2 separate regions of the Mus musculus genome follow, and region 2 is linked to region 1. The links are chromatin contacts, called in public promoter capture Hi-C maps. All regions are on one chromosome and are shown on one strand. The core of a region is the stretch at or near the end of the contact, and the rest is flanking DNA. Distances in the headings are between cores, read along the strand shown. Region 1 holds the start of Miga2 (mitoguardin 2). Region 2 holds the start of Ptges2 (prostaglandin E synthase 2).

Region 1 (6,209 bases), core at 2,556-5,055:
CTGCGACCAGCCAGCTTCCAGCTTCTGCTGCCATGCGTTCCACACTGGATTGTGATGCACTGACCCATGAGGCCAAATCACCTCCTTCTCCCTTAAGGTGCTTTGGTCTTTCAACAGAGCAATGAGAAACTAACTAAGACACATGGAATTATAATAACACAGTAAGAAATTAACTAAGCCACATAGCCTTGACAAGGACTCAGCTCTCTCAGGCAATGAGGACCCCTAGAGAGGACCACACCCATCTTACCTGACCAAAAGTTGTGTACAGGAACACTGGAATCTCAGCCACAGTCATGGCCAGAGCCTGGATCATGGACATACCCTCAGTCCTCCGGAATGCCATGGTAGGTCCACCACCCGAGACGGGACCTCCTGGGGTGAGAGCTTGCAAGGAGAATGTCTTCAGCTGGTCTCTGGCTGGGTCCTGGGTACCATCCACTCCCCAGCAGGACAGGGGCACACATAACAGGTCCTTCCACAAAGCTGACAGACAGATGACCGAGTGAGACACAGAAGGTGCATACAGGGCATGAGTGGTAGAGCGCTCACCTCCCTATGTCCAATACCCAGTTCTGCCAACAAGCTTGGGGGCAGTGAGATAGCTAAGCAAATAAAAGAACCTGCTGAGCAAGCCTGACAACCGAGCTCCCCAGGATCCAAGGTTGAATGTGATGGATCTCTGAGCATGTCCACGAAGAATGAACTACGTTAGTAAAGGTGAGAAGACCCATCCACAGTAGGTGGCACCATTCCCTAGGCTAGGGCCATGTACTGTGTAAAAGCATACACACATTCTTTGCTCTCTGCCTCTTAACTGAATGTAACATGGACAGCTGTCATGAGATCCTGTCATTGTGACTTTCTCACAATGATGGACTATCACCTGGGACTGTGAGGCAAAACAAAGCATTCCTCCCCTAAATTGCTTTTGCTGGGGTGTTTTATCACAGCAACAGAAATGAAACCAGAAGCCAGGCATGGTGGCTCACACCTTTAATACCAGCACTCGGGAGGCAGAGGCAGGCGGATTTCTGAGTGTGAGGCCAGCCTGGTCTACAGAGTGAGTTCCAGGACAGCCAGGGCTATACAGAGAAACCCTGTCTCGAAAAACCAAAAAAGTTGGCTCAGCAAGTTAAAAACATTAGCTATCCTTCTAGAAGGCCCAGATTCAATTCCCAGCACCCAAATGCTAGCTCACAACTGTCACAACTCCAGCTGAAGGGGACCTGATGCCCTCTGCCCTCTTCTGACCTGTGAAGGCACCAGGCACTCATGGTGCACAGACATATACACATGCAAAACGCTCATCTATGGGATGTTTTGTTTGTTTGTTTGTTTGTTTTGTTTTTTACAGAAAGGTGCACATGTCAGCACACAGAGATATAAACAAGAGAGGCCCCAGAGGTTGGGCACTTCAGGCTTGTGATTCCAGCTGAGGCAGGAGGATCAAAAGCTCAAAGAATGACTGGGCAACTTGGGCAGACCCTGTCTCAAAATTTTTTAAAGCACTTGTCTAGCGTGAAGCAGTGGGGGAAAAAAATAGTGCCTCCAGTGGCTGAATGAACAGCAGGCGTGCATCAGGAACACCAGGCCCCAGCCCTCTGCCCCCACAGGCAGGCAAGCAGCCAGATACCCCACAGACACCTCTATAAGCCCGGCAGCAGAGGGAGACATGCGTGGCATGTTGGCATAGAAAGAACCCTGAGACCGGGAGATAAATAGGTCATCCCCTAACTCAGGGCCTTCTGCACTTTCTCAGTCTTTCTAAAAACACTGGCCATCTTCTAAATAAAGATCTCAGGCTGCAGACTGACATCCTTTTCAGAGCCAGGAATGCTTCACTTCCTGTGGCCTAAATATTTGTGCTGATCTTGTTGTGGTGGTGGGGGTTTTGTTGTTTGTTTTGTTTTGACTTATATTTATTTTTGAGACAGAGTCATATACTGTAGCACAGGCTGGATCTGAATTCTAGATACTTCTCTTACTTTTTGTCCCCCAAGTGTTGTGTTTCCTGCTATGAACCAACTGAGTCATGACAGCTATATGGGCAGATGTTTCTCCCTGACTCTCCCCACCTTCTCATGAAGAAACTGAGTTTTGTCCAACCTAAGCCAGGAGTCCAAAATAACTCATCGGTTGCTAAGTGGTGAAGAGAGGGTATGTCAAGGTCTACTGGACTCTGGGTTCTGCTTAACACAGCAGGAACAGGCAGTGCACCCCAGCAGAGACACAGAGAGAAAAGATAGCCCAAGACCCACTAAGACCCAAAGCCAGATGAGATGTTTGATCACATATTCTGAGACCCCAAGACCCTGCAGCAGGGGTCTTGTTCAAGTTCAAGGATGCTTTCTGAGATCTTCAGAGGAAGGAACACCATAGGCCAGGACAGACCCTGTCTCTCTGGGATGATGACCAAAAGTCACTAGGCCAGCACAAGACATGAACAAGGAACAGATTATCCTTGGTGAGTGGGGGAAGGCATACAGCCCTATCAGGCTGGCCCTAGGGCTGTGGGGGGAGGGGAGAGGGCAAGAGGGCTGGCAGGCAGAGTGAGGTTCAAGGGCTAAAGAAATTGCCACACTGTCAAGGGCAGGGTACATTTTTGCCTAGAGGTTAAGTGGGCTATGATGTGCCTCCAGCCTGGCAGGGCACTGAGTGAGAGACAAGGACATCAAATAGCAGGAGATATACTTCTCAGAGCATTTCAACAAGCCAGCGCACTAGCTCTCTGTGAGGCCTCAGTGGAGTCCTTCTCAGAGCACGCAAGGATAGGAATACTGAGGCTTTGAGAGATGAGGACCGAGGCTGGGCCGAGCACCCTAGCCATTGCCTGCTGCTTGCTTGTATCAAACCTGAGGGCCTTGAACGTCTGGGAAGGCCACCTGGTATTAGAGGTGAGCCTATTCTAGGATCCAGGCAGGAGGAGAGAGGGAAGGGGAGGCCTGGCATCTGTTTGCAGGTGAGTCCAGTTAGCCTTGTCTGTGCCCAAGAGGAAGGAAGGGTCCAAGCTCATCATCATATCCTACCTGTCTCTCTATTCTAATGCTGGCCACCAATCCTGCTCCACATTCTTGAGCAGGTAGGTTATCTGCTCCTCCACCCTGGCACCTTAGGCCTGATATCCCGGCTTTCCAATCCAGGCCCTCCTCTTTTGTGCAAGCCAACCCTACTAATTGGCCTGAGCATTCTCTCGTCCCACTTTGACCTGGCTGTGTTATCAGAACCAGGCAGTACTACAGCTCACTCTGCCTCATGTCCTGTTTGTCCCACCCCTGCACATCTCTGTGGGATCCCACGCAGCCGGGCATTGGGCAACCCCACAGTGAACATCAACAATATTCCAAGCTTCAGTATCTGCTCCTTGCGGAGCCTGGGCAGGGACCTTCCTGCTTTGGCCCCGACCTCCCTAGGACATCCTTGACCGCTGTCCACATACAGCGCTGCCCACAGCCGGCACACCTGGGGGGGGAGGTGCCCGCGACCATACTTTTAGATGCTCGCAGCGTTCCAGGCCCGGGAGTCTCCTCTCTGACCCAGCTCCTTTCTCGTTCCACCCACGGAGCCACGCATCCTCTCGAGCCGCCTGGTCCAGGGGATCCACTCATCCCACCTTGGACACCTTCGCGGGCTGGCTGGATCGCAGACCCCGGCGTGGGCCGGGTTCCATGCTCCGCAAGCCTCGCTTCTAGCCCTGCTGATCTGGTCGCCCGCGCAGTGGCCGTCACTCACCAGGGATCCCATCGCTGGGGAAGGGCAGCGTCTCCTTTCCAGGCGGCAATACAACCAAACCACGCCGCTGGATGGGGAAGGCGTGGCCTCGGGCCGGCCAACACAGCTCTGACCAATGAGCGTCTCCATATCGCTCCGCATCGGCGAGGCCCTTGGCCAATGGGGTGAGCTACGTGATCACGCAGACTCCGCCTCCCTCGCTTTTCGCACCGCCCCCTAAGTGTGGTTGCAGTGTGGAATGTCCTCTTCTCTCCTCCGATTGGTCACTAGGATTAGACAGACACACGGACACTAAAAAGGCGGTGGAGTTAGTGGACACCTGGGGCTTTCTGGGAAGCAGCTGCTTAGAGAGTCTCTGCCACACGCTGGTCCTCAGCGTTGTTGTCACTGGGATGTCACACCTGATTACCAAACTCCTGCGCTACACATACTCTCACACCAACAGGCACACACGCATGCACGCACACGCACATCTACAACCCTTATTTATGCATGGTTTGGTTTGGTTTCTTGGTTTTGGATTTTTTTTTTTTTTTTTTTTTTTTTTTTTTTTTTTTGAGACAGGGTTCCTAAAGGATCTATGCTTTGGAGACTAGCAGGTTTTGTATGTTTGTTTTTTAGTTTGGTTTGGTTTGGGGTTTTGGTTGGTTGGGTTGGTTTTTGGTTTTTTTTGTTTTGTTTTGTTATTTTCTGAGGCGATTTTTTTTTTGTGTAGCCCAGGCTGTCCTGGAACTCCTGCCCTCTGTTGGGATTAAAGCCAGGTGTCACCACCGCACTGCCCGCTGATCTTGAATTCTTGATCCTCCTGCCTCCAATCGCCTGAAGTGCTGGAATTATTGGGGTTTTTTTTGTTTGTTTGGTTGGTTGGTTTGGTTTTTTGGGTTTCTCTCTCTCTCTCTCTCTCTCTCTCTCTCTCTCTTTCTTTCTTTCTTTTTCGAGACAGGGTTTCTCTGTGTAGCCCTGGCTGTCCTGGAACTCACTTTGTTGACCAGACTGGCCTCGAACTCAGAAATCTGCCTGCCTCTGCCTCCCAAGAGCTGGGATTAAAGGCGTGCACCACCACTGCCCGGCGAAGTGTTGGAATTATATACAAGCATGTGAAACTCTGCCCAGCTACATCCAAATTCTAAATTAGTAAATAATTATTATTTGAATATCAGGGGAAAAAAATAAAGGCCAAAGTGAACTTTTTTGGTAAAAGGTGCAAGTAGTGCCTATATAGGCCAGAAGAGGGCGACCTCTGATCGCCTGGAACTGGAGTTACAACTGAGAGGAATTCTGTGGGTGCTGGGAATTGAACCCTAGTTCTCTGCAAGAACAATACACTGGGCTTACCAATTGAGCCATCTCTCCAGCCTCCAGTTACTGATCCTTTTCAGCCAGTGTGAGTTACTGAATAAAGACATGCAATTATAAATGGCTTTAACAGGACAGAGCTGGATGCTGTCTGAATGGTCACTATGGCCAGCTACAGACAGATCCTGGTAAGTACAGAGTAAAGAGGAACAATTTCGCATACAAGACTGTGAACACAGACACTTGGGGCTTGTGAGTTACCAGTGTGTAGTTACAGAGCCTGTTAATGTTAGGTCAGTGGTAGGAGACTGGCAGTCTCCTGAAGTTTTTTGTTTTGTTTTGTTTTATTTTCAAACTCCACATATCTGGGCCCCGCCTGCTCTTAGGACAACACCCAGATGCCTGAACAAACACCCAGATGGCTCAGGTTCACCCCTGCACAGACAGATGACAAAGCAAAGGGACCAGCTGAGGAACAGCTCTGGGTGAAAAGATGAGGTTTTCACTTAATATTATTTTTTTAAAGATTTTTTTATTATTATTATATCTAAGTACACTGTAGCTGTCTTCAGACACACCAGAAGAGGGCGTCAGATCTCATTAAGGATGGTCGTGAGGCACCATGTGGTTGCTGGGGTTTGAACTCAGGACCTTCGGAAGAGAAGTCGGTGTTCTTAACCACTGAGCCATCTCTCCAGCCCTATTTAATATTATTTAGTTATTTTATGTATACGAGTACACTGTAGCTGACTTCAGACACACCAGAAGAGGGCATCAGATCTCATTACAGATGGTTGTGAGCCACCATGTGGTTGCTGGGAGTTGAACTCAGGACCTTTCAGAGGAGCAGTCTGTCAGTACTCTTGACCACTGAGCCATCTCTCCAGCCCAAAGCTGAGATTTTGACAGGTGTGGTGATGTACACCTTTAATCCCAGGACTGGGAAGGCAGGAGCATGTGAATCTCAGTGAGTTCTAGGCCAGCCCAGTCTGTATAGTAGCCAAGGCTACATAGTGAGACCCTGACTGAAGAGGAAGAGGAGGAAGAAGAGGGGGAGGAAGAAGAAGAGGAGGAGGAGGAGGAGGAAGAAGAAGAGGAAGAGGAGGAGAAGGAGGAAGAGGAGGAAGAGGAAGAGGAAGAAGAAGAAGGAGAAGGAGAAGGAGAAGGAGAAGGAGAAGAGA
Region 2 (6,209 bases), core at 1,027-3,526, 2.0 Mb before region 1:
TCCTCTCCAACTTGCTTTTGGTCATGGCATTTCATCACGGCAATAAAAATCTGTATTTAGACAGCTACTGAGTGGCCGAGCCACACCTCAGACCCCAACTACAAACACAGTTTGTTCATCTTCAGTGCATCCCCAAGACTCAGCCAACAGGGAAGGAAAAGGCACTAAATGTATTTTAGAGTTGTTGCTGTGCCTGAAACCTGCCATGCTGCCCAGACTAGCATCAGACTCAAGGGTTACCAGAACAACGGACTGCAGGCTTGCACCGCCCACCCCACACTTCTGAACCATTTTCCACCCAGCTCTTCTCCCTGCTCACCGTGGAAACCCAGGAATCACAAGTTCTATTAGAGTATAAAGCAAGATCAGATTTAGGGTGACTCCTAGATCACTGGGGACAGAAAGGAGGCATGAGATCCCCAAAGCTCACCAAGCTGTCTCCTTCCTGGGCCACCAAGATGGGCACTTTCCTGTAGGAGGAGAATTTGATCTCAGTCCTTCTCACGGGATTCACCTCCACCACCTGATAGGGCAGGGAGTGGAAGTCGAGGAAGGCACGGACTTTGCTGCAGAAGGGACATGTCTTGTACTGGTACAGGGTCAGCTGCAGGCTGTTCGACAGGGGCAGCTGGGGGAAGAGAAAAACAATGGGGCTTGTAACACCTGGGGTCCCAGAACTCTTGCTCCACACCCGCCTCAGGCAAACCTTTCTTCAGGAAGTCCTCTAAGGTGACCCTGAAAAGAGAGTGAGGAAAGGTGGGCAAGGGGCTCAGAGAGTGACAGACAGCCTACCTGCAAGTGCCCAACAAGTATACCGCAGGGCCAGGAGGCTCTAACACTGTGTGTGTGTGGGGGGGGGGGGGGGTCCCTGCGCCCCTTCGAGCGAGTTCATCTTTCTCCTGTCCCAAAGGGGACAGAAGACAGTCCTAGGGTGTGTCTTCCTCCAGCTTAATAGTCCTTAAGGTCTCCTCCACTCCCACCCCTTACCCCTAACTTCTCCAACTCTTTCTGAGTAACTGGCAGAGCTGACCAACTGGCCAGGCAGCACTGGCCAGAAGTGAGATCTACCTCAGATCTCCAAACGAAGAGGGAGGAGGCTGCATTTAGCTCCTCTGCAGGGAAGCCTTCAGGTGAGCTTGCTACAATTGCAGCCCCCCTCCCCTCAGTCTTCAGATGGAAATCGGTTGGGCAGAGAAGAGAGCAGTGAACCGCAGGGACTCCGCGCCAGTTCCAGTTCCTGGGTGCAGGAAAGGAGCATGGGAGGCAGGGCGGAGAAGGGCTAAAGACTGCAACTCATGAAAGGTCTACAGGGCTGCCGAGCCACGGTGGGCTGGAGCACGCCTCCAGTTCTGAGTCTGAAGTCAGGGTCACTCGTTCCATAAAGATTACTCCCGGTGCCACACACACGCCCCTAAATCACAATACAGACCATGGCATGCGATACATACAGCTCTAAGTCGTGGGCGATAGCACCACCCTCCTCGCACTCTTAAGGCCAAGACACTCGCCCAAGGTCACAAGCGGGCGAAAGAGGCCTCTCCTGACCCTGCGGCTTCTCAGCAGTTCGGGGCTAATCCCGGCTCCCCGTCAGCAGTCCGTGCCAGCCAAGTCTTACCTGCGCAGCCGAGCGCTCCGCGCGGAGGTCCTGGGAACGCTGGTGCCACCGCACGGTGTGGTACAGCCCCAGCGCGCCGCCCAGGGCCAGCGCCGCCGCCCCCAGCAACCGCGGGCTCCCCTTGCGGACCGCGGCGCCCCGGCTTCCGGCAGCCACCCTGGTGAAGCCAGCCCGGCTCTGTGCCGAGAGCGGCTGCCAGGGTCGTGTGAGCAGCCCCTCAGTCAGGGCGCACCGGCTAGAGACAAGCACCCACGAAAGGCGCGCCGCCTGGGCCATGTTCGCTCTGCCGGCGCTGCGGGCGAGCGCGCAAAACCAAAATGGCCCAACCAGGGCGGCTCTAGGATTCCTTAAAGGGACAGTACCGGGCCTGCGTGTTGCCTAGGGTAACGATGACGCCAAGTAGGACCAGAGTCCTTGAGGGATCTGAGAGCGCATGCCTGTCTGAGAGGCAGAAGCACACCCCAGGGGCTTAGGAAGTGGCTTGGCGTCGCTGTCTTCTGAGGGTACAATGATGACCTGTAACTCGTGGTCGGGCGTTTCCACATCGTGCATCTACGATGGCAGGGAGAACATTGGTCTTCCGACCCATTCACTCCCCAGAAAAGGTCCGACGCGGTCTCCAGTGGGTGGCTGCATTGTCTCAGACTCTCTCTGCCCTCCCGCAATGCTGTACTCTGCTGCTATGATGCGAACCATAAACTTTTCTCAAATCCAGCGGGGGGCCTTGGAAACCACGTGTCGCGGAAATGGCCCACGCTAAGTGGCCGGCTTGGCAGCCCGAAGACCTCTCAGGCCTGAATGGGAATGAGCGAAGGTTCCCAGGACACCCCAGGCCTTTGCGAATTTACTTGTCTTAACGGAGCGCCCGACCTCCACTGCCTAGGCTTCTCCGCGGACAGCCCTGACTTGACCCCGCCCCGAAGCCGAAAGAGGGCGGGGCCTTATAGTGGGCGTGGAATCGAGAGGGAGAGGTGGGGTTCCTTGGCGAGCGGGTATGGAGTTGTAGGGGAATGGCTGTTCCAGAGTCTGATCTGGGTACGATCCACCGCCTTCGCTTTCTCCCGGGCCTGGCAGCGCCAGAGCCCACAATACCCAGACGCATCTGGAACCTGCGCATGCAGGCCTAGGAGAGCGAAAAAGGCTAGGTGGCCCCAACGTATTTTTCTGTGAAAACCTAGCTGGGAAGAGAAAAATGGGCTTAAAAGGCACGGAGGATTCCAGCTCAAACACAGCCTTCTAAGTAGGGCAGGAGTTGTCCCGGAACAGTCCTGGGGCTAGCCAGAACGGCATCCTGGAACAAATGCCTGAAACCTGTACTAGAGAACAGTACCTACCAATCTTATTATACTGTTGGGGAAAATGAGGCTGTTGAAGCCCCCAAACTGAACAAAACTTCAGAAAGGTGGCGCTGCAGCCTGGGCTGAGAGGCCCCACTGCCTGTCACACTTCTCGGTTTCTGATAAGTTCACCTCCCCTCCTCACCTACGTCTCCTGTCTCCCTATGACTTCTGATCCTAGTGTGCTTCAACCAAGGACCCAGCAAATAAGGACGGTTTTCCCTCGTGGCCAGGGAAAACTATCCCCAATGTAACCACATTAGGATATCTGTGGCCCTCAAAATCTATAAACTGAAACTAAGGAGTGGAGTGATCATAATAATAATTGAGTCATTTAGGAAATGATTAGATCAGTTTGCAAGAATGGAATGGGTGCCGGGCGTGGTGGCACACGCCTTTAATCCCAGCACTTGGGAGGCAGAGGCAGGCAGATTTCTGAGTTCGAGGCCAGCCTGGTCTACAAAGTGAGTTCCAGGACAGCCAGAGCTATATAGAGAAACCCTGTCTCGAAAAAAAAAAAAAAAAAAAAAAAAAGAATGGAATGGGTGCCAGGCATGGTGGTGCACGCCCTTAATCCCAGCACTTGGGAGGCAGAGACAGGTGGATTTCTGAGTTCGAGGCCAGCTTGGTCTACAGAGTGAGTTCCAGAACAGCCAGGGGTAAACAGAGAAACCCTGTCTCAAAAAAAGAAGAAGAAAAAAAGAGAGAGAGAGAGAGAGAATGGAATGGGTACACTGTTACAAACCAGACTGTCTGCCCTTGTCTGTCTTCTGAAATGTAGGCGTCCTTCGGGGTGTCAACTGTGAGGAACTGGCCGTTGGTGTCTCCATCTCGAACTCTGACCCTCCAGAGCTGTAAGGAACAGCAAGCACCTTGCCTTTTCTCTCTCTCTCTTTTTTTTTAAAAGATAAGGTGTGGGAAGCCACATGTGCCGTTGCAGAGTGGCACTGACTACTGCTGGCCACCACGCATAAGTTTGGACAAACAACCAAGGTGTACATATGCAGTAAAGTTTTTTGCAAAGACACTGCCTGGCCCAGGCATGATAATGAGGCTTTGAGAGTATAACCAATCAGATGTGAGACATGCAAATGAGGTATGATAATGAGGCTCTGTGAGGTACAGAGAGAGAGAGAGAGAGTAGCCAATCAGATGAGGAACATGCAAATGAGGCGTAGTGCATAACCAATCCGGGTGTGAGACACGCCTCGCCTAGGCCTATATAAGCAGCACCAGTTCTGGGCTTGGGGTCTTTTCGCCTCTGCAATCAAGCTCTCCCAATAAACGTGTGCAGAAGGATCCTGTTGCAGCGTCGTTCTTGCTGGTCGAGTCCAGCGTGCACAAGAATAAGGCCTTACACTGTAATCCACAATGTAATCCTACCAGTCTTATTCTACTGTTGTGTTAGACTTTGCTATGTAGCCCAGGTTGGCCCTCCATCTCCTGACAATCTTCTTCCCTCAGCCTCCTGAGTGCTGGGATCACAAGTGTGAACCACTACACTTGGGTACAGAGCAGATTGCTTATTTTATTTTTGCTTGTGTACAAATGTGTATGTTTGAGGTGGTACCAGGGGAGTGGTTATATGTGAGGATGTGAGGGCTTGCACACTTAGATCAGTGGAGGTCAGGGGATGACCTTGGAGTCAGTCCTCACCTACCACCCTGTTTGAGAAGGTCTCCTCTTTGTTGCCTATGCCAGGCTGGCATGCCCGGGGGCTTCTGAGGTTTATCCTCTCTTTCCCTCCCATCTCACCACAGGAACACTGGGGCCACAGAGGTACATGGTACCACCGCTGGCTTTTATGTGGTTCTATGCATCTGAACGTGGGTCCTCATAATCACAAAGCCAGAGTTTTACCCACTGAGCCATCTCTCGACCTCCTGTACACTGCATTTCTGACTTCCGACTTCTGGGGTTTGGAAGATGTGATTCTAAGCCAAAAAATGTGGTAATCTGTTGTAATACGGTGATTTGAGAAACTCTCAGCCTTTCCCAATTGCAAAGGCTATTGGTAAGAAACAGTGTTAGAAAAGTTTGCTCTTGAGAGAAGGCTGAGTGTGGCCAGCGCCAGACCTAGGGCTGGAGGAAGAGGTGAGCCAACACCCATAAGAAGTGGGGAGGAAGTGGACTCCTCAGAACCCAGAAGTGTGGGGAGGTAGCATGGAACAGGGTCACCCAGTGGTGTCTGGTGGGATCCAGACTCTGCCTCTGACTAAGACTGAGGGTCTCAAGAAGGGTAGTCCCCATCCCCAAGGCCTGAGGGACTCTGGATCCAGAATGAAGTGTTCTCTGTCCCTCACATCCATATAGAAAGTTCTACCCTGAGCGGTGCTTTGAAAGCCATGTGGGATGGTAGTTACTCCGGCCTAAGCCCTGTCTCCAGGAACTTACTTTTCACTCCTCAACCCTGAAATGGTTTCTTGAGAAGGACTCCAGGAAGCACAGCAGCCAGGCCCCGGCCGAGGTCTCCGGGGCCATTATCAACATGGCTCTACCATGTCCCTTGAGCCACCTTCCCTGTCGATCACTCACCTCCACTGGCTCAGGTCAGCTCTATGTAAAGGTAGACACACTGGCCTCACTGCCTGTTAGATTCACCCATGCCTCCCCTCCCAGGTGGCAGTCAACTGAAACCACCAGATGAATGGGGAGAGGCAGAATGGGCTGGCTCCTCCCCAGGGTGCCCTAGACAGTAGCACAATGGTTGTGGAATTAGAGACATGCTCTCAGACAGCTAGTCTTTAACCATTCCAGCATGCACACTCCTGACGCCTGGGCTACACATTTTCCTGCTCTGTCCTGGGCTCACAAGGCACAAGAGAGAAGCAACCTTTTAGGAAAAGTATGTCTGTCCTCTCACGAAAGCCACTCGGATGGTGTCTGTCAGAGGCCCAGTCCAGCTAAGGTCTGAGAAGCAGGGAACTAGGGCATGGTGCCAAGGAATGGCTGCCCCAGACATGCCCTTTCCTTGTGCAACCAGGCAGAGCCCAGGTGTGCTCAGTAGCCACCCACTGCCTCCTGGATACCTGGTGCCTGCTGCAGACCTTCCCGGAGCCATGGCCTTCAGGCCACTGTACCCGTAATCATATCTGGGCTCTCCCTGCACAGGCATCCATGCTCTGGAATGAGAAGCAGACAGAGAGGGAGAGGCTCATAAGGCCTCATGCCTCCCTCAGGATCTGTGTGCAGCTGATGGTTGCTGAGGGGAGAAACATTTATTTCCTCCTTTCTGTCTTTCTTATCTGTCTGTCTGT

Evidence for each region. Promoter capture Hi-C pulls out the DNA fragments that hold promoters and counts their contacts.
Region 2: a contact with region 1 is called in a promoter capture Hi-C map of embryonic stem cells, with 2.2 times the contacts expected there. The contact joins the promoter of Ptges2 here to the promoter of Miga2 in region 1. A contact is called at or near these places in 2 of 39 promoter capture datasets (embryonic stem cells and liver).

What each region holds. Positions count from the first base shown.
Region 1 is chr2:30,361,829-30,368,037 of GRCm38.p6, reverse strand. Miga2 (mitoguardin 2) reads right to left here and starts at 3,805. Exons shown (of 16, transcript NM_001242407.1): 1 at 3,733-3,805; 2 at 251-486. The coding sequence starts at 346.
Region 2 is chr2:32,391,957-32,398,165 of GRCm38.p6, reverse strand. Ptges2 (prostaglandin E synthase 2) reads right to left here and starts at 2,276. Exons shown (of 7, transcript NM_133783.2): 1 at 1,616-2,276; 2 at 431-628. The coding sequence starts at 1,891.